6 separate regions of the Mus musculus genome follow, and regions 1, 2, 3, 5 and 6 are each linked to region 4. The links are chromatin contacts, called in public promoter capture Hi-C maps. All regions are on one chromosome and are shown on one strand. Each heading gives the region's core, a stretch centred on a gene start, on an enhancer-like site or on the middle of the called end of the contact. The rest is flanking DNA. Distances are from core to core; before and after follow the strand shown.

What was found. Promoter capture Hi-C pulls out the DNA fragments that hold promoters and counts their contacts.
Region 1: a contact with region 4 is called in a promoter capture Hi-C map of pre-B cells, with 7 times the contacts expected there. The contact joins the promoter of Slc28a1 here to the promoter of Mesp1 in region 4. A contact is called at or near these places in 2 of 39 promoter capture datasets (liver and pre-B cells).
Region 2: a contact with region 4 is called in a promoter capture Hi-C map of liver, with 3 times the contacts expected there. The contact joins the promoter of Wdr73 here to the promoter of Mesp1 in region 4. A contact is called at or near these places in 2 of 39 promoter capture datasets (liver and pre-B cells) and 1 of 115 datasets of contacts at active chromatin or transcription factors (fetal liver).
Region 3: a contact with region 4 is called in a promoter capture Hi-C map of liver, with 4 times the contacts expected there. The contact joins the promoter of Ap3b2 here to the promoter of Mesp1 in region 4. A contact is called at or near these places in 2 of 39 promoter capture datasets (liver and pre-B cells).
Region 5: a contact with region 4 is called in a promoter capture Hi-C map of pre-B cells, with 3 times the contacts expected there. The contact joins the promoter of Zscan2 here to the promoter of Mesp1 in region 4.
Region 6: a promoter capture Hi-C map of liver shows a contact between it and region 4, with 3 times the contacts expected there. The contact joins the promoter of Homer2 here to the promoter of Mesp1 in region 4.

What each region holds. Positions count from the first base shown.
Region 1 is chr7:81,113,529-81,116,228 of GRCm38.p6, reverse strand. Slc28a1 (solute carrier family 28 (sodium-coupled nucleoside transporter), member 1) reads right to left here and starts at 1,430. Exons shown (of 18, transcript NM_001004184.3): 1 at 1,352-1,430; 2 at 595-706. The coding sequence starts at 690.
Region 2 is chr7:80,899,856-80,902,555 of GRCm38.p6, reverse strand. Wdr73 (WD repeat domain 73) reads left to right here and starts at 1,287. Exons shown (of 8, transcript NM_028026.2): 1 at 1,287-1,371; 2 at 1,845-1,912; 3 at 2,120-2,208. The coding sequence starts at 1,331. Nmb (neuromedin B) reads left to right here. Exons shown (of 3, transcript NM_026523.4): 3 at 53-329. The coding sequence ends at 88.
Region 3 is chr7:81,492,577-81,495,276 of GRCm38.p6, reverse strand. Ap3b2 (adaptor-related protein complex 3, beta 2 subunit) reads left to right here and starts at 1,352. Exons shown (of 26, transcript NM_021492.3): 1 at 1,352-1,769. The coding sequence starts at 1,657. BC048679 (cDNA sequence BC048679) reads left to right here. Exons shown (of 6, transcript NM_001193274.1): 5 at 1-151; 6 at 899-1,003. The coding sequence ends at 931.
Region 4 is chr7:79,792,278-79,794,977 of GRCm38.p6, reverse strand. Mesp1 (mesoderm posterior 1) reads left to right here and starts at 1,388. Exons shown (of 2, transcript NM_008588.2): 1 at 1,388-2,113; 2 at 2,387-2,700. The coding sequence starts at 1,451. The coding sequence ends at 2,455.
Region 5 is chr7:80,859,546-80,862,348 of GRCm38.p6, reverse strand. It overlaps Zscan2 (zinc finger and SCAN domain containing 2), which reads right to left and starts at 1,418. Exons shown (of 3, transcript NM_001382511.1): 1 at 1,272-1,418.
Region 6 is chr7:81,705,374-81,708,215 of GRCm38.p6, reverse strand. Homer2 (homer scaffolding protein 2) reads left to right here and starts at 1,291. Exons shown (of 9, transcript NM_001164086.1): 1 at 1,291-1,457. The coding sequence starts at 1,453. It overlaps Gm32579 (a long non-coding RNA gene), which reads left to right. Exons shown (of 2, transcript XR_391652.2): 2 at 1-64.

The DNA.
Region 1 (2,700 bases), core at 181-2,680, 1.3 Mb before region 4:
GGAAACCCTTAAGGAAGATCCCAGGCAGGCCCGCCCCACTGCATGACTCCAGGGCACTTCTTACTGCACTGTCCAAGTAGGGGGCTAGGGGGCACTTGGTAAAGAAGAGGGAGCCTTGTTAGGGAAGGGAGGGAGGGCAGAAGGTATCATGTCAAGCTTTTCAGTCCTCTGCTTGGCCTTTGGGGAGCCAAGACAAGATGGCAAGTTCTTTAAATGCCAAGGACACCCCACCCCATCATCTGCTTCCCCTCTCATCTTGTAGACCAGATGTTCTTCCCTCCTGGGACCTTTGCTGACAGCACACAGTGGGTACATCACACAGTGGGTACTCAGAACATGTTTAAGGGGTGAAATAAAGGGGGTGCTTTGTGCTGGGGAGGTACTACACAAGCAGAGCTCAGAGCACAGAGTGAAACACACAGTCCCCCAGCCCATAGCTGCCAGTCAAGCTGAGGGGCCCTCCCACTATGAGCTGCTAGTCAAACTGAGCCACCCCACCTAGTGAGATGCCAATCAAGCTGAGCCCCACACCACCCCACACCCCTGTGAGATGCCAGTCAGGCTGAGGAGGTGCTATAGGGGAAGAGGACAGACCATTATTTCCAGGAACTCGGCCCCCATGTTCTCCAGGCCATGGGCCACAGGTGTGAGGGAAATGGACTCTCGTTGCCTCGGTGTGTCGTCTGCCATGTGCTAGGCTCTTCAGCTGAAAGACAAAGATGTCACAGAGGGTCCACAGCCGAAAGGAGGGCCAGGAGAGAGAAAAGGAACCAGAGAGGGAGGGCGAGGGGGAGGGGAAAGGGAGAGGGAGAGAGAAGGGGAGAGTGGGAGAGACACCCTTTCTGCCCTCTCTCCTGATCCTGGGAGATGCAAGTCCTTGTAAGCTCCAACAGTGAACTGTCCCTTAGTCACCAGTCACCAGGAAGGGAAAGAGGGGATGGCGTAGGCACTGGTGTGGGCACGGCTCAGAAAAGAGCCCTTAGTTATCTTTACTTCCTACAACCGGTGAAAATCATTGGCAGGGGAGGAAGTGCTCATTTCATCCATCTTGAAGCCAGCGCTACCCAGGACTGTTCCACTCAAAACCGAACATTCCTCATTCTCAGTGAAGCTGCTTTTAGATGTTAGCTCACCTGCAAATGAGAGCCCAAACTCCCGTTTCCCCACTGCGGTCCCTCTCTTGCCCACACCTTAGGCCTTCCCTACTCAACAGCAGCTGGCTAAGCAGATCTTCCCCAGACACAGACCCTCAGAGGGCATGTGGAGCATGCAGCCAGGGCTGGGGGATGCCTGCTACCTGGGCACTCGCATTCACTGCTGTACGGAGAGGAGAGGAGCCCACACTACTCACAGATTTGTAGTGAGAAGGCAGCGTCAGGAGGGATTGACTGTTAAGAACTGACTGACTGAAGCACAGGTTGCTGTGGGAGGGCTGGGTCCAACCTGCTTGGGCTTTGGCCTGTTCACTTCTGTGGAAATTCCTGGGCAGAGTCCAAAACTGAAGTAGGTTGGGCTTCCCCAGAGCTCAGGGCCACCGCAGGGGCGGGGACCCCAGCCTGTTTCAGAAAAAGCATGATGGGGTAGCCTGGCTCACTCAAGCCGGGTCCTCTGTGGTCCTGCCCTCTGTCTGCTGCCCTTTCCCAAACCAACCTCTTCCTGGCCTTGCTCCAGGACGCCTCCTTTGGGAAGCCACCTTGGTTACTCTCTCCCTCCTCTTTCTGTCAGCATCCTGGAAATGTGTCTTCGTGTTGTGGCTCAGCCTCCTTTTCTCACAGTATCGGCGACTCGTTTTCCAAAACTAGAAGATATTGAAAGCGCTGTCTTTATCACAAACAGGTGGTGGCTCGGGGCTAAGCATCACACAGTCGCAGAAACAAGCCAAAATCACACCATTTCCTTCTCCCCTTTCTTCCTAGAGTGACACCCGAGTTACACGTGCAAAGTTGGGGGACAACACTTTCATCTACAGTCTTCAAACTAAATTTAAACTTACCTGACAGGATTTAATAATTGATGATGCACACTCTTTAATAATTAATTATCTTTTATGATACAAAAGATGCCTCACACAGAGGCATACACTGGCTGTTTTGGAAAAATGGAAAAGAAGAGGCTGGACATAAGTGGTACCCCCTGTTCTTAGAAACTATCTGTTTCTATTGGGGTTAGGAGAATATCGTCTCATCTAACCCAGCCTGACTTTGAACCTGCTATGTAGCCGAAGTTAGCCCTAAACACCCAATCCTCTGGCCTCCACATGTCCAATACTGGGATTCCAGGTGTGCATCTCCACACCCCTGGTCATGCGGAATGAAGCATGAAGGTGTTATAGAAATATACAGAGCCTAAGAATTTTTCTTATTTCCCCTTAAGTATACACTATTTTGTTATTCATTTTCCAATAGGAAATTGTACTGTTGCAGGGTTTTCACAACTTGCTTATCTGAATATACATATACACACACATACACATGGACACATACCTATATTGTATCTGGAGATACATATACACACACATGGACACATACCTATATTGTATCTGGAGATACATATACACACACATGGATACATACGTATATTGTATCTGGAGATACATATACGCACACATGGACACATACGTATATTGTATCTCGAGATACAATACCCACTGTCAGGTCACTGGTCCCCTTGATCATAAGATAAATGTTTACCTTGAGCAAG
Region 2 (2,700 bases), core at 38-2,537, 1.1 Mb before region 4:
CATTTCCCTGATTTGTGGACTCCAGAGTCAAGTCTTCCCTTCTTGCCTTCAGTACAGGAGGCTGCTGGAGCCACTACTGCAGAAGTGATGCCAATAATGGAACAAACCGGATGCTGGGCTTAGAATGTGTCCATCCAGGGAAGCTGACAATGGAACCCTAGCAGTGGCCTCCTCTGGATGTAAATCCTAAGCTCAAATGTGTTAATCTGTTACTGTGATTTCTGGTTGGGTCACCAGGAATGTTAATGATGCAGACACAAAGTCTTTCCTGCTGTATTTCTTGCTTCCCTGGTGAAGTGGTGAATAAAAATACTGCTCTTTACACAGAATGTCTGGGCCTCTCCTTCCACCCACATTTGAGGAAAGAGGGAAGGGTTCTGGAGGGTGGCATGTTCAGAGAGCTAGGGTGGTCTTAGAAAAGCCCCATCACCCCCCACCATGGCACCAGCCAGCCAGCTCTCAGCAGTCAGGTGTTGTGTTGGCTGCACTGATCCAGCCACGAGTGAGTTCTGCTACCAAAAGCTTCTTCCCCTGCAGTGGGGGGCTACCTACACTATGCTGCACTCGCCCCACCTTTGATCCCCATGGCAAACTTTAGTGCACTACCTGGTGCATACGGGAGAGAGCCACACTAGAATCCAGCCCTGCTGTGTTCTTTTTCTTCTCCGAATGTAGGGTCCTCCATACATGTTGCCAAAGTTATCGAATAAAAATTAAGTTGGAATGTCAGATACTTTGTTGATCGTGTCCTGTGTAACAGTAGACTGGCCTCGAACTCTCTATGCAGCAGATGATGACCTAAAACTTCTGATCAGTCATGCGCCACCGCGCTGGGTTTTTTGTCTATTTTTACGGGGTACTGAAAAGCTAACTCCGTGCATGCCGGGCAAGCACTCTAGCAGCTGAGCTACATCCCCAGTTAAACAAGATTCCTTTCATTTTAAAAAATAAAAAAGTCCTTAAGTATCCTTTACGGACAATACACGCAAACTTAAATTAACTGTTCACTTGAAGTGCCAATTAAGTCTGTATTGTACCTGCTTTGGGACACTGACAGCTCTTTGGCTGCACATTCTTGATCCTAAATATACATTAGGGGTATATTTGATGTCTCCGATCCTGCTTGTAGCTGACATCGATGGATCTGGTTTTTTTGCGTCGTTTTCACCCGGACTCTGCACACAGAACAGAAGAAACATCAACAGGGCTTCGCGCAGCGCTGAGCGCTTCCGCCCCAGCCAGCGGAAGACCACGCCCTCTCCTCGCGAGAGCGCGCGCCTGCCCAGGAAGTCTGGCTGGCGGAAGTGGAGCGACGGAAGCCACAGTTGCTATGGAGCTCGCTGAGGACTGGCTCGTGGAGTCTTTGCGATTGTAAATTGGCCCGTGGGCGGGTCTGATGGGCAATGGGAGAGGGCGCGTGCGGTTGTGGGCTCGTGGGCAGTGCCCAGGCACGGACCGATGGAGGTCCTGACCCCCGGCCTCTAGCTCTGGGACTCTGGGTCCTTTGTAAGCAAGTAATGTGACCAGATCCGCGCATGTGAGGGCTGATAAGGCACACATGGCCGGTTACCCTGGGCCGGATTCTAGGTTAACTTGAACACAGGTTTCTCCTGATTGTTCACCTCAACTTGGGGAAATCAACTTTATGGGAGTTCCGCAGGTGAGGAACCAAGGCTTGGTTCCTTATGGCCAGCCCGGTCTCATACACCAGGGAGGAAAATGCAGAAGAAAAGATTCAGCCCCATGTTTACCTAACTCCAGAGCCTGGTTCCACCAGTCCTTCAGCGATCTCCCAGTTCTTGGTTAGCTGTGCGTCGCGTGATTTTTGTAACCCTATCCTGCAGGTACCAAGACTTCCATGCATTTGACCTCTCAGGAGCCACTCGAGTCCTTGAGTGGATTGGTGAAAAAGGTAATATATCTTGCCTGCTACTAAACGAGATGCGTTTCTGCCTCATGGGCTGAATTTTAAAGTCTGAGCCGCTAGGGAGACCCATTCAACTTCCATCCCCTGACACAAGGCTACTCAGAGAATGGGGAAGGTATTGGGAGAATTTATAAATCCAGCCACGATCCACGATATTTCTAACTCTTTGTCATAGTTACTGTTTTATTTCAGGAGTCTTTGTTGCTGGTTATGAAAGTTTGAAAAAAAATGAGATTCTTCATTTGATACTACCTCTCAGGCTCTCTGTACAGGAAAACCAGGTAACTTAAATAGAGAAGCTGATTATCTGTGTCAATTTATTATGCATTTCTGGAGTGCCTGTTACTCTGCCTGACAAGTACCTGGGGCTGCCACAGAAGGAGGGGGGGGGGGCGGGCGGCGGCGTGTGCAAACCTTTAATCCAGGCACTTGGGAGGCAGAGGCAGGTGAATCTCTGTGAGTTTGGGGCCAGCTTGGTCTACAGAACGAGTTCCAGGACATCCAAGGTTACACAGAGAAACCCTGTCTCAAAAAAAAAGAAAAACAAAACCAAAGTCTAGAACAAGGCCCCTGTGCATGGGGATGAATGCCAAGGACAAGCAGGTGGTCGCAGGAGAGCTGCTACAGGCAAAGAGCAGTCTTACTTTATCAGAAATAGACGTGGGCTGGAGAGATGGTTCGGGGGCTCAGAGCACTCTGCGCTTCCAGAGGATCTGCGTTTGACTCCTGGCACCCACATTGCAGTTCACAACTTGCTGTAACTCCTTTCCAGG
Region 3 (2,700 bases), core at 103-2,602, 1.7 Mb before region 4:
GCTCTGGCGTGTGCTACGCAGGCGCGGTGGCGTTGACCCTAGGGTGCTGGAGAGCCGCGTGCGAGAAGCTATGGACAACGATCCTCCTCCCTACCATCCCACTAGCAGCAACTGTGTGCACTTTGCACTGAACCTGTTGGGCATGGACTCAGTAAGTGCCTCTCTTCTACCTGCCCACATCCCATGCCAGCCCCAGTCTGCTAACAAAGGCACCTAACCAACTTGCTCCAGCATAATTCAGATGATTCCCCTCTCCACTACACCCAGACCAGGTTCCTTTCATCTTAAACTCTTTACTCTGGCAATCTAAAGTCCCCAGAATAGGTGTACCTATTTTTGAAGTTACACACTTTGAAACCCTTTAGCGCCAGGTAGACCTCAGGCTACTGTTCTTAGATCCTGAGCAGATATATTTACTGAACATGACCGATCTCCAACCCAGGGGCTGCTCCAACTCCATCCTTCTTTTTGCAGTAGAACTTTCTATTGATCCAAAGTCCGCCTTTCTCAGTTCCATCCTTTTCCAAACAGTCCACCAATTCTGATCTTAGAGAATTGGGACCCTAGTCTACAAATCTCGGTCCTTGGGAATACTTCCATTCTATGAGCCTGGCCAGGAGTTCCCAATCACTCAACCTCATGTCCAAAATCTAGACCAAAGATAAACAATTCACCATCAGCCTAGTCCAGGGTGTTCTCTCTAATCCAGAACTAGCTACAATCCTTCTTCTTGCTTTCCTTCCTTCCTTCCTTCCTTCCTTCCTTCCTTCCTTCCTTCCTTCCTCCCTTCCTTCCTTCCTTGGGTCTTAGGAGCTAAGCTTGATAAATCACAAAGTCCTGGAGACCTGGCAATTACACCAGACCCTAACTCAATCTGTTCGTCTTCTTTCCCTTCTAGATGTCAATGGACAGGAACCTAACCAGTGATTAATGTGACCTTGGGTCCTCCTGAATGGGCCAAAAGAGGTTTCAGAAGGGATCATTAAAGTATTTTCCCAAACGTAATTAGGATGTTGGAGGTTCTCTTTACTCCACCTAGAACTGATTTGCTCCCAGAATGCCCTTAGCACTTGCTTCCTGGGTCAGCCTCCTCTTAAATTCCACTTCTTCCAGGAAGTTGCTATGATTCCCAGTGAGTAAGCAGGTTATCCTCAGAGGGATTTAGACTGTGTGAAAAAGGATGGAAAGGTACCCACCCCTAAATCTCCAAGGTAGATGTTCCAACCCAGGCCTGCGAGTATGGCCTTCTTTCAGTGTCCCTCACGTCCCCCTCTCTCACTGCATGGGTGGGCGGGTCCGTGGAGGTCAGGTGATCGGGAGGGCGGAGGCAGGAGGTCCGCATCCCTCCAAAGACTATACAGTCATCAGCCCTGCAGCCTTGCTCACTGTGAGAGACCTTTAGATGCTTGCAGTTGCCAGAGAGTTCTGAGAGATTGGGACAGGGCAGGCGCTGTTCCTCCGTCCCCTGTCAGCTCACCCCAACCCTGCACTCCGCGGGTGGTGCCGGTCCCTTTAAGAACCTTAGCGCTCAGCCCTGATTGCTGAATCTGCGCGCTGCCTCCGCCGCGCAGATTGCAGCTCCGCAGAGCTAGGCGTGCATCCCATTCCTCGACCAAAGCCCAACCCGGCCGCTCAGCCACCCCTCAGCGCAGATCCATGTCGGCCGCTCCGGCCTACAGCGAAGACAAGGGCGGCTCAGCCGGTCCCGGGGAGCCAGAATATGGCCACGACCCGGCGAGCGGCGGTATCTTCTCCTCGGACTACAAGCGGTGAGCTAGCGAGCGCCGGCCGGGTGCGGCTGGCGCGCAGGCACCATGGACAGCGCCCGCGAGGCTGCGGCCCTGCCGACCCAGACCCGCCCTGCGCGCTTCCCGGGGTTCCCGCAGCAGGGCCACTTCGCCTTTAGCTACGAAGGGGCGGGGGACCCAAGGCTGGTGGGGGAGGGACCAGACAGGCGGGGTCCTTATGGAACAGCTGCGATGATGTTTGCAGCCTTTTATTCGCTGGCTCAAAGAGAAACCAAAACAAAACCCCCAAAACCAATTCCGTAGGGGACGGGTCTGAATTGGGGAACTGGAGTTTGAGTGTGGTCCACTCCAGGAAGCCGGCCCTGGATGTAGACTGAGAAACTGGCTCCTCCTGCAAATTAATTTCTCCATCTTTCCCCAACCCCCACATTGCCCTATGATTCAGCCCTACTTGGTTTGAATCTTACCTTTGACTCATTCATTTATTTGTTCATAAATTCAATAGCACATTAATTAAAGGCCTGTGGACCTGTTAGTCACGGAACGGAGTAGTGAACAGGAGCCAATAGATTGTTCCAACCGGGAGCACAATTGTAGCCCTGACAATTCAAGGGTCAGGAGTGGGAGTGCAAGACATGTTCCATTTCAGGGAGGAAGGTACTCTCGTGTTAGAAATGGGTCTGGGGTCTCAGGGAAATCACCACACAATCCAGAGCACAAGGCGCAAGCGAATGCACTTCTTCAGAAGGGTCACTCAACCAGGCAGGTTCACCGAGTGCGAGTCCCACTGGATTTTTATTACTAATGATCGGGTGACCCTGTTCCTTACCCTGCATGGTCAGTGCTAGGCCTCACATGCTCAAGCAGCTGCAAACAGCAACAAACCCTTAAAAGTCAGTCAACTGATATGCAAAGTGCAACTTTTGAGAACAGGATGCAGCTGTGAGCACAT
Region 4 (2,700 bases), core at 139-2,638:
TGGAATTACAGGCATGTGCGTGTATGCCCAACTTCTGGAGACTTTATTAATAAGCATGTCACATATAAGTGGGGACAGGTTTGCTTTAATCTCTCAATTTGTATTTATTTCTCTTTATTTTTCCAACCTAGTCCCTTCATTCAGTACAACACTGAACAGGTATGGTAAGAGCAGGCATCCTCAACAGCCAGGCTCACAACTGCAGTAAGCTGAGGCAGCAGGATCAGGAGCTAAAGGCCAGCTGGGTTAGAGTAAGTTTGAGGCTAGCCTGGGCTACATGAGACCATGTTTCAAGATGTGGGAGGAAGAACACTGGAGAGACGGCTCAGCAGTTAAGAAGAGCACATGTTGCTCTTGAAGAACCCAAGGTTCTGTTCCCAGAAGCCACCTCAGGCAGCTTACAATTGCCTGCAAGGCCCGATCCTAAGGAACGTGACACCTCTGGCCTGTGTGGGGGCACCAGCACACACACACACACACACACACACACACACACACACACACACACATCTTTAAAAAATAAAAGGCAGCCTATGAACCTAACAGGTAGCATCCTATGAAATAGATTATAAAACTGCCATTGGGACAGATGAAGGTTTCTGCTTTTCAGGGTTTTTGGGTTTTGTTTTGTTTTGTTTTGTTTTTTCCAACACAGGATCTTATGTAGCCCATGTTAACCTGGGCCATATACAGCTAGGCCTGGCCTTGAACTCCTGACCCTCCTGCCTTCACCTCCCAAGTGTGCCACCAGCTCAAGGAGTTGAGTTTTGTCAAAGGACTTTTTACTCACTGTAGCTGACCAAAGCAGCAGAGCTCCAGTCATGGGAGGGCTGGGAAGGGGACCAAGCTCCCCATCTTGCCAAGACTAGAAGTGACTTGTAGTGTGGGGAGGCAGGCTCACCTCTCCCCCTGCCCGGACACCCCAGCAACCTCACAGGTCGGTCGGGATGGTTTCTTCAATGTGCCTCCCATAGCCTGGACATCAGGGAGGACTACAGGCCACATCCAAGCCTCTGGGAAGGACTGAACTAGAGTTCTCTCCGTGTCTAGAGGTCCCTAGTCCACAGTTGGCCAATGCAATCCCGAAGTCTCTTGTTATACAATTTGTAAATTAAAGTGATGGAAAAAAATGGCGTAGGGTCCCTAATAAATGAAGGTGTACCCTAAGCCTAGGAGCTAGACTTCAGTTCTCTGAGCATGGTTCTTTCAACTGGCAGTCCTGGCCATAGGTGCCTGACTTACTGAGGCCCCAAATATGGTCCAGGTGGAGCAGACTGGACTAAGGGGTCCTGCACCTCAGAGCCCCTGCTATGGTTCAAAGGGTTCAGGCCCTGCCCCCCTCCTGGCTCGAGCCGGCTTTGATATGCTGATGAATTCTGGAAGGGGCCCGCTTCACACCTAGGGCTCAGGATAAAGCTACAGCGGACCCAATGGTCAGGCCTCCGCTGCCATGGCCCAGCCCCTGTGCGAGCCGCGCTCCGAGTCCTGGATCCTGAGTCCCGCTGGTCGGCAGCCACCGATGCCTTCCGATGGGAACAGCGTCTGCTCCCCAGCCTGGTCCTCGGACCCGTGGGACGGTGCCCAGGCCAGCAGCCCTGCACCACCCTGCGCCCGCCCGGCCCGGCGTGCTGGGACCCCGGGTAGGCGCGGGACGCACGGTAGCCGCCTGGGTAGCGGACAGCGGCAGAGCGCCAGCGAGCGGGAGAAGCTACGTATGCGCACACTCGCCCGCGCGCTGCACGAGCTGCGCCGCTTCTTGCCGCCATCCGTGGCACCAACCGGCCAGAACCTGACCAAGATCGAGACGCTGCGCCTGGCCATCCGCTACATTGGCCACCTGTCGGCTGTGCTGGGACTCAGCGAGGACAACCTCCGGCGACAGCGGCACGCGGTGTCACCTCGAGGCTGCCCGCTGTGCCCCGACAGCGACCTGGCGCAGTCGCAGTCGCTCGGTCCCCGTTTAAGCCCGGCCGTCTGCAGCGGGGTGTCGTGGGGATCCCCGCCTGCCTACCCTAGACCCCGAGTCGCCGCAGAATCGTGGGACCCATCGTTCCTGTACGCAGAAACAGCATCCCAGGAAAGGCAGGAAATGGAGCCCAGTCCCTCATCTCCGGTTAGTAACCCCTTCCCCCACACTGTCGAGGTGGCGCCCCCTACTGTTGGTGCGCGACGCACAGCCCCACGTCGCGGACCAGCCTCTCTGCTGCACTCAGGATCTCCCTTGGGCGCATCCCCGTGTGCCCTGGGTGTCCGAACAGGGTGGGAGTTGGACAGGCAGGGATTAAGGACGCTTTGCTTGCTCGCTTAACCTTGAGCGTGGAGCGGATGAGCGCGGACCTGACCCTGGGGCAGGTGTTGATTGTGGCGCTGTTCACTCTTCCTGCAGCTCTTCAGCAGCGACATGCTGGCTCTTCTAGAAACCTGGACGCCGCCGCAGGAGTGGCCGCCTGCCTGAAGAGTGGAGGGGACAATGCAACGGATGATTGTCACCCTGTCTGAGCACAGACACTTTTCCTTTGGTCTTGGCACCTTCGGAGGGAGTAGATCCTGGAAGAGGCGGCAGTGATACCAACATGGGCATCCCGGGGTGGGAGCTGGCCCTCATCCAGACTGTACCATTCCAACCCTCCTTGGAAGGAGGCGCCCAATAGGGTACACGCTCTAAAGATGAAGCAGGCACAAGCTTTGCCTGGTGTGTAT
Region 5 (2,803 bases), core at 169-2,668, 1.1 Mb before region 4:
ATAATAATAATAATAATAATAATAACTACCACACACATACACAGCATTGCTCTTTTCAGAAGACCAAAGGAAGAGTAGTGGGATGCAGTGATCTGGGCTGAGAGAAACAGAACTGACATATCCTACCCTAAGTCAGTTCAGACTCCCTTCAGAGACTGTGACCTAACAAAGAGGTTAGTCATTCAACCTCAGTGACCACTTAATGAATAGATAACACTCATCCTTATCATATGGAACATCATAGTGATTACTAATGGATCGCATGTCAAGGTGCCCCCAGCTTCACTACAAGTCATTAGTGCTATATTTCAAAGGAGGTTGCCCTCAGATAATCTCCCAGATCCCAGAATCCAGGACTCCTCAAGGCCCCTATATAAAATGGTGTACCAAATACCTTCAATCATCTCTAGACAACATATACTTAAGTGTAAATAATATGTAAACAGTTGGTATGCTGTACTGTTTGGGAATAATAACGAGAACGCTCCTACATGTTCAGTACAGACATTTCTGTTTATTTTTTTGCTTCTGAAGCAAGATCTCATTATGTAGCCCACGCTGGCCTCGAACTCCTGACCTGCCTGTCCTGCTTCCTGAGTGCTGAGATTACTGCCTGCCCAATTCCTTTTTAAATGAACACACATGGGGATCATTGCGGGGGGTGGGGGTGTGGGGGACACACACCTAGATCTGAGTAGTAGCTCTACAAAATATTCAAAGCAGTGGAATTAAAAACTATTTAAGTATTATGAAAGCAATGAATATTTATTTTTAAAAAATCATTACACCATAGAATCAGATAACATGCCCTCCCCCATGAAAATAGCAAAAGTTAAAACAGAACAGCAACAACAGAAAGAAAACTGAAGCTCCCAATGTCAATTTGTCCAAAATGACTACGTGAAACACAAATACATCGTAATTCTTCCTGGACATCCCGGGAACACTGAACCTAGACAGCTTATTAGCTAAGCCTGGCTCCGACACGCCCCCTCAGAACCTCAGTTTCCCCACCTGGTCAAGGAGGCGGCTCGGTGGGATGTCGTCGAGCATCCCTTCCCAGTGTAAAGCCTGCGTTCCTAGGCTGCGCGTACCCAGCGCTCTGGTGTGAGCGGAGCCTCGAGGGCTCCGAAGAACCAGGACGCAGAGCTGCGCGTCCAGCCCGTCGGGCGCGGACACCGACGCCCCTCCCCCAAACTGCCCTGAGCTGGCTCCAGGCCCGTTACTCGCTGTCTCTCTGGCTGTTCCCCGCGGGGCGCGCGGCTCCTGACCTGCCTCTCCCGCTCGCCTCTCCAGGGACCAGGTCCTGTTCCCGCTATCTCTCTGAGCGCAAAAGCACCCCACGGTCTGGCCCGGCCCGGCCCGGCCCCTCTGGATTCACCTCAGCTCAAGCCCAAGGGGCACAGAGAACAATGGACGGGAGAGGCCCGCCCATGGCCACTCTCATTGGCTGTCCACAACAGTTCCTGAAATTCTGCTCCACTATTGGTGAAAACTGCGTCCAGATGGGCGTTGGGAGGGAAGTTCCACCCGATGCATTGCGGGAAATGTAGTTTACCCAGAGACGGGGGGGGGGGTGGTTTGTACCTGAGCGAACAGAGGGTTTGATAGCCGTAAGTAATGCCTCCGGATCAGAGGCAGAGGACGACCCAGGACTAGCTGTCTGTCTTCTAGTACTGCCCAAAGCTTTCACCTGAGACAGATAGTGCCAATTCTCTAAAGCTCGCGTGTATTTATCTATAAAAAATGAAAGCTGGGTGAATGTATCAGTCTTTTTCAGCTGAGAATTGAGTGGCAAATGAGCCCTCGAGAGCCAAAAGCTGACTCTAAGCAGAGAAGAAATCTGCGCAATCAAAGTTCCTCTTGGCCCAAGTTCGCACCTCTCCTGGAAATTTGCAGCTACGCACAGGCATTTGCACTCCGGGGTTGCACTCCCCTTTGTTTTCACACGTGGTATTCTTGCGTCTTCACGAAAGCCCCGCCCCGCTCTTTCTGCTTTGTAAGTCCTAGTCTATAGTCGGCTCCTTGGAACCTGCCCTACAGTTAGGCAAGAGGTTAGCTCTGGGAGGGAATGACCACCCAGGCACCCTAAAACAGGACACAAAGGACAATAGTGGTCCTTCCAGATGGGTCATCTCAAGGTCCCCAAAACAGGATGTAAAGAACAGCAATAGATGGTAGTGGTCTACTAGTTGGCTCAGCTTCAACTGGCTTCAGGGTATCTCTAGATAAGAGTATGCATGGAGTGCCTGCTACCCCTTCACCAAGTGAACTTTTCAGCTTTGAGGGCACTTAAGCCCCAAGACTGGGTGAAATGAGCTTCCAAGAAAAGTGTGCCACTTTGTTTTAGTGCCCGCCTTAATGGAGGGACAGGGAGAGGATAACAGATAAAGGATAAATCTAAACCCACTTCTGTCCCCGACACAGCCATTCCTACTCTGTACGGATTGCTCTCTTCCCAAAGAGCATACAAACTTTTACTCCCTTACTCGCTCTAGTTAAAACCCTTGACTTGGGGGCTGGAGAGATGGTTCAGTGGTTAAGTGTGGGAAGCCGTTGCAGAGTGGCAGTTGCAGAGTGGCAGTTGCAGAGTGGCAGTTGGCTACTGCTGGCCACTACACATACATAGGCAGTGAAGGTTCTTTTGCCAAGACAAGTTAACCAATCAGATGTGAGACACACCTCTCCTAGGCCTATGTAAGCAGCACCAGTTCTGGGCTCAGGGTCTTTTCGCCTCTACAATCAAGCTCTCCCAATAAACGTGTGCAGAAGGATCCTGTTGCAGCGTCGTTCTTCCTGGCCA
Region 6 (2,842 bases), core at 42-2,541, 1.9 Mb before region 4:
AGCCACATCTTTCTAAGAGTTTGCAGGTGTGTCTGGAATATTAAACCAATAATTTTACACGAGATACTACTAACAGTAAGTGCAAGGAAGAAAAATGGACCGGAACAATGCCATCCACGGCCTTCGGTTAAGCCCCTAAGGGACGCGACAGTGTAACAGTGATCTGAAGCACATGTAGGAATGAAGGGGAAAAAAATCTTCCCAGACAGAAAGAAGAGCACGTGGGTAGGCTGAGAGAATGGCCAGCTGGCTGGAGTGCGGCGAGCAAGGGCAAAGTGAGAGGGCTGGAGGTGGTAGTGGACTGGCCAGGCTCATCCCAAGGACAGTGGGAGGGGAGCCTCAGATCAACTTGTATTTCAGAAATTACTGACCACCGTTTAGAAATGGGGTGGGTGCTCTTGTGAGGTGAAGGAGCTAGGTAGCTAGTCACAGTGGCCTGAAGGGAAATGAGGGCAGGGGCACGGTGGTGGCCCTATTCCAGTTGCTTGTCCTTGCCTTCTCCTCCCAGTCCCTGTCTGTCCAGAGATGCCAGGCTTGTGTGGGCAATGTGTGCTCAGCCGAAGACAATCCCGTGGAAGGCCCAGTGTGGGGTGATGGTTAGGTTGGCTCCAGTGCTGGCCTTTGGTAGGGAATCATAGCCAAGCTTAAGGAAGCCTCTCAAATTTTGCCAACTCGCTATGCTGAGGGTGTGCGTTTCTGTCTTTACCCAGGGAAGAGTTCAGGGAACCTGCTTTGGGCTACAGAATCCTCCTTGCCATCTTACCCTCCAGGATTTTAAGGCCACTCAGCCAGACAGGTGGGCAGGAAGACGAAGGTGGGCATTAAATGGGGTGGGGAGCAAATCGTGGTCCTGCCCATCTCAGACTCTGGAGACGTGAGATCTAATCTGAGACTGTGACCTTGGTCACATCATTTCTCCTCCCTGGGGGGCTTCGGTTCCCTCATCTGCAAACTAAAGGTGGCCAAAAAGTCCCTGCCAGCTGCGACTTCAAGTCCAGCAGGTGGGACATCCCGTCCGAGGCGCGGCGCCAAGCTTGGCAGGGCGCGCGGGTGCGGGGTCGACACAGGAGAGGAGGGGGCTGCTGGAAGAAGCGGCGACTGCGCGGCAGCGCGGGGGACGCTGCACACGCTGCCGCGCCCCCAGCTCCAGGCGGGCGGCGGCGGCCCGGGGGCCACGAGGTTACGTAAGGAGCGGGCGGGAGGGACCGGCGGCTCCGCCCGAGCGCGGCCGCCCAGCCCCCGGCCGCCCAGCCCCCGCCCTCCCGCCCGCCCGCGCCTGGCGGCGGCCCCGACACCGGCAGAGCAGCCGCGCAGCCGGCGGAATGGAACGGCGCCGGGGCTGAGCCGGGCGCACTCGGGCCGCCGCATGTGCCGCGCGGGGAGCAGCTGCCGAGCGGGCGGAGAGCGAACGCCAGGGGCCCCGTCGGAGCGGCCGCACGAGCAGCGCCGGAGATGGGGTGAGTGAGCTCGCGGAGCGCCCGCGAGGGGCTACGGGCCGCCGGTCGCGTGCTGCGGCGGGAGCTCGGGGCGCCCCCGGCCTGGGCGCGGACTTTGCGCCTGGAGCCCACGGCCCTTCCCGTCTCAGCCAGCCGGGCGCGGAGACACCTGGCGGGGACCCGCACCCGGGCTGGTCTCGGCGCCTCGGCCATTCCGCGGTCTCCTTGCCCCTAGCGCGAGCAACTCCAGGGCCTGGGTTTGTGAGTGTGAAAAGCAGTTTGCCTTTCTTCACGGCTGCATTTACAGCCAGCGACATAGAAATCGAAGTTTTCCTGGAAAGGAAACACACCCAATAATAACCCTTCAGCGTAGGAATAGTGGACTTGTAGGCAGCGTTGAGATGCGACAATCTGTTAGGCACCTAGGTGAGGCTCCAGATGCTTGGGAGGGAAGTTGGAGCACTCAGTTGAAGTGACTAATGCTCCTGAGTATATAAAGTAATTTTAAAAGCAGGATTGATTTCTCTTCGGCGTCTCTCCGAGCAGTAGGCGCTGTGAGTCAGGAGCCACTGTGCTAATAACACAGTAACTCTTTACATCTGCTCGCCGATGTGAGCGCACACTCATGGTGTTTCAGTCTCTATGCGAGATATGGTTTGTGTGCTTGCTCTCCACAAGAGGAAACTGAGGCCGGTTTAGTTGGGAGACTTCTCCCAGCTTGAACAGCTGATACATTTGTAAAAGGGGAATACTTAGTGTGTGGTTGCTCACCGGCAGAAGCTAGGCCACTGCCTGACTGGCCATGAGGATGGTTAAGGACATCAGAGGTCTGTCTTCTGCTGCTGAGCCCAGTGTTCTTCAAACAGCCTTTCATGGGGCCCAGAGGCCTCTGCTGTGTAGGTGGTCTAGAGAACTAGCTTCCCTTTGGGGATGGGTGCCATGGGAAGAGTCATGATCGCCCTGGTGGCCCCACCAGCCCCTATGGGGCAGTGGCTTTACTGTGCTTAGCTCCAGACAAGCCTCAGGAGTGGCTTTCTCCGTGGAGCTGGTAGAGTTTTGGAGGGAGCAGAGGCAAGCAAGGTAGAGCTCCGGGTAGGAGAGCAGATGGCTGTGGACGCCAAGATGGAACAAGGGGGACAGAGGGCCCATCGGAAGTTTGCTTAGGAATATTGATGCCTATCCAAGAGACTTATGTTGGACGACTGGGAGGCCAGAGATAGACAGTCATCCTACCCAGAAGGCAGATTTTTGTAACATTTTCAGCCATCTCTCAGCAGATATGAAAGAACTCATCTTTGAGCAGAAGGAATCTTTGAGACGCTCAGGTTTCATAGTTAAAAAACAAAAGCTTTGGGAAGGAGTTGGCACACGTGGAAGGTAAAAGGACCTGGTGATTTTAACTCTTC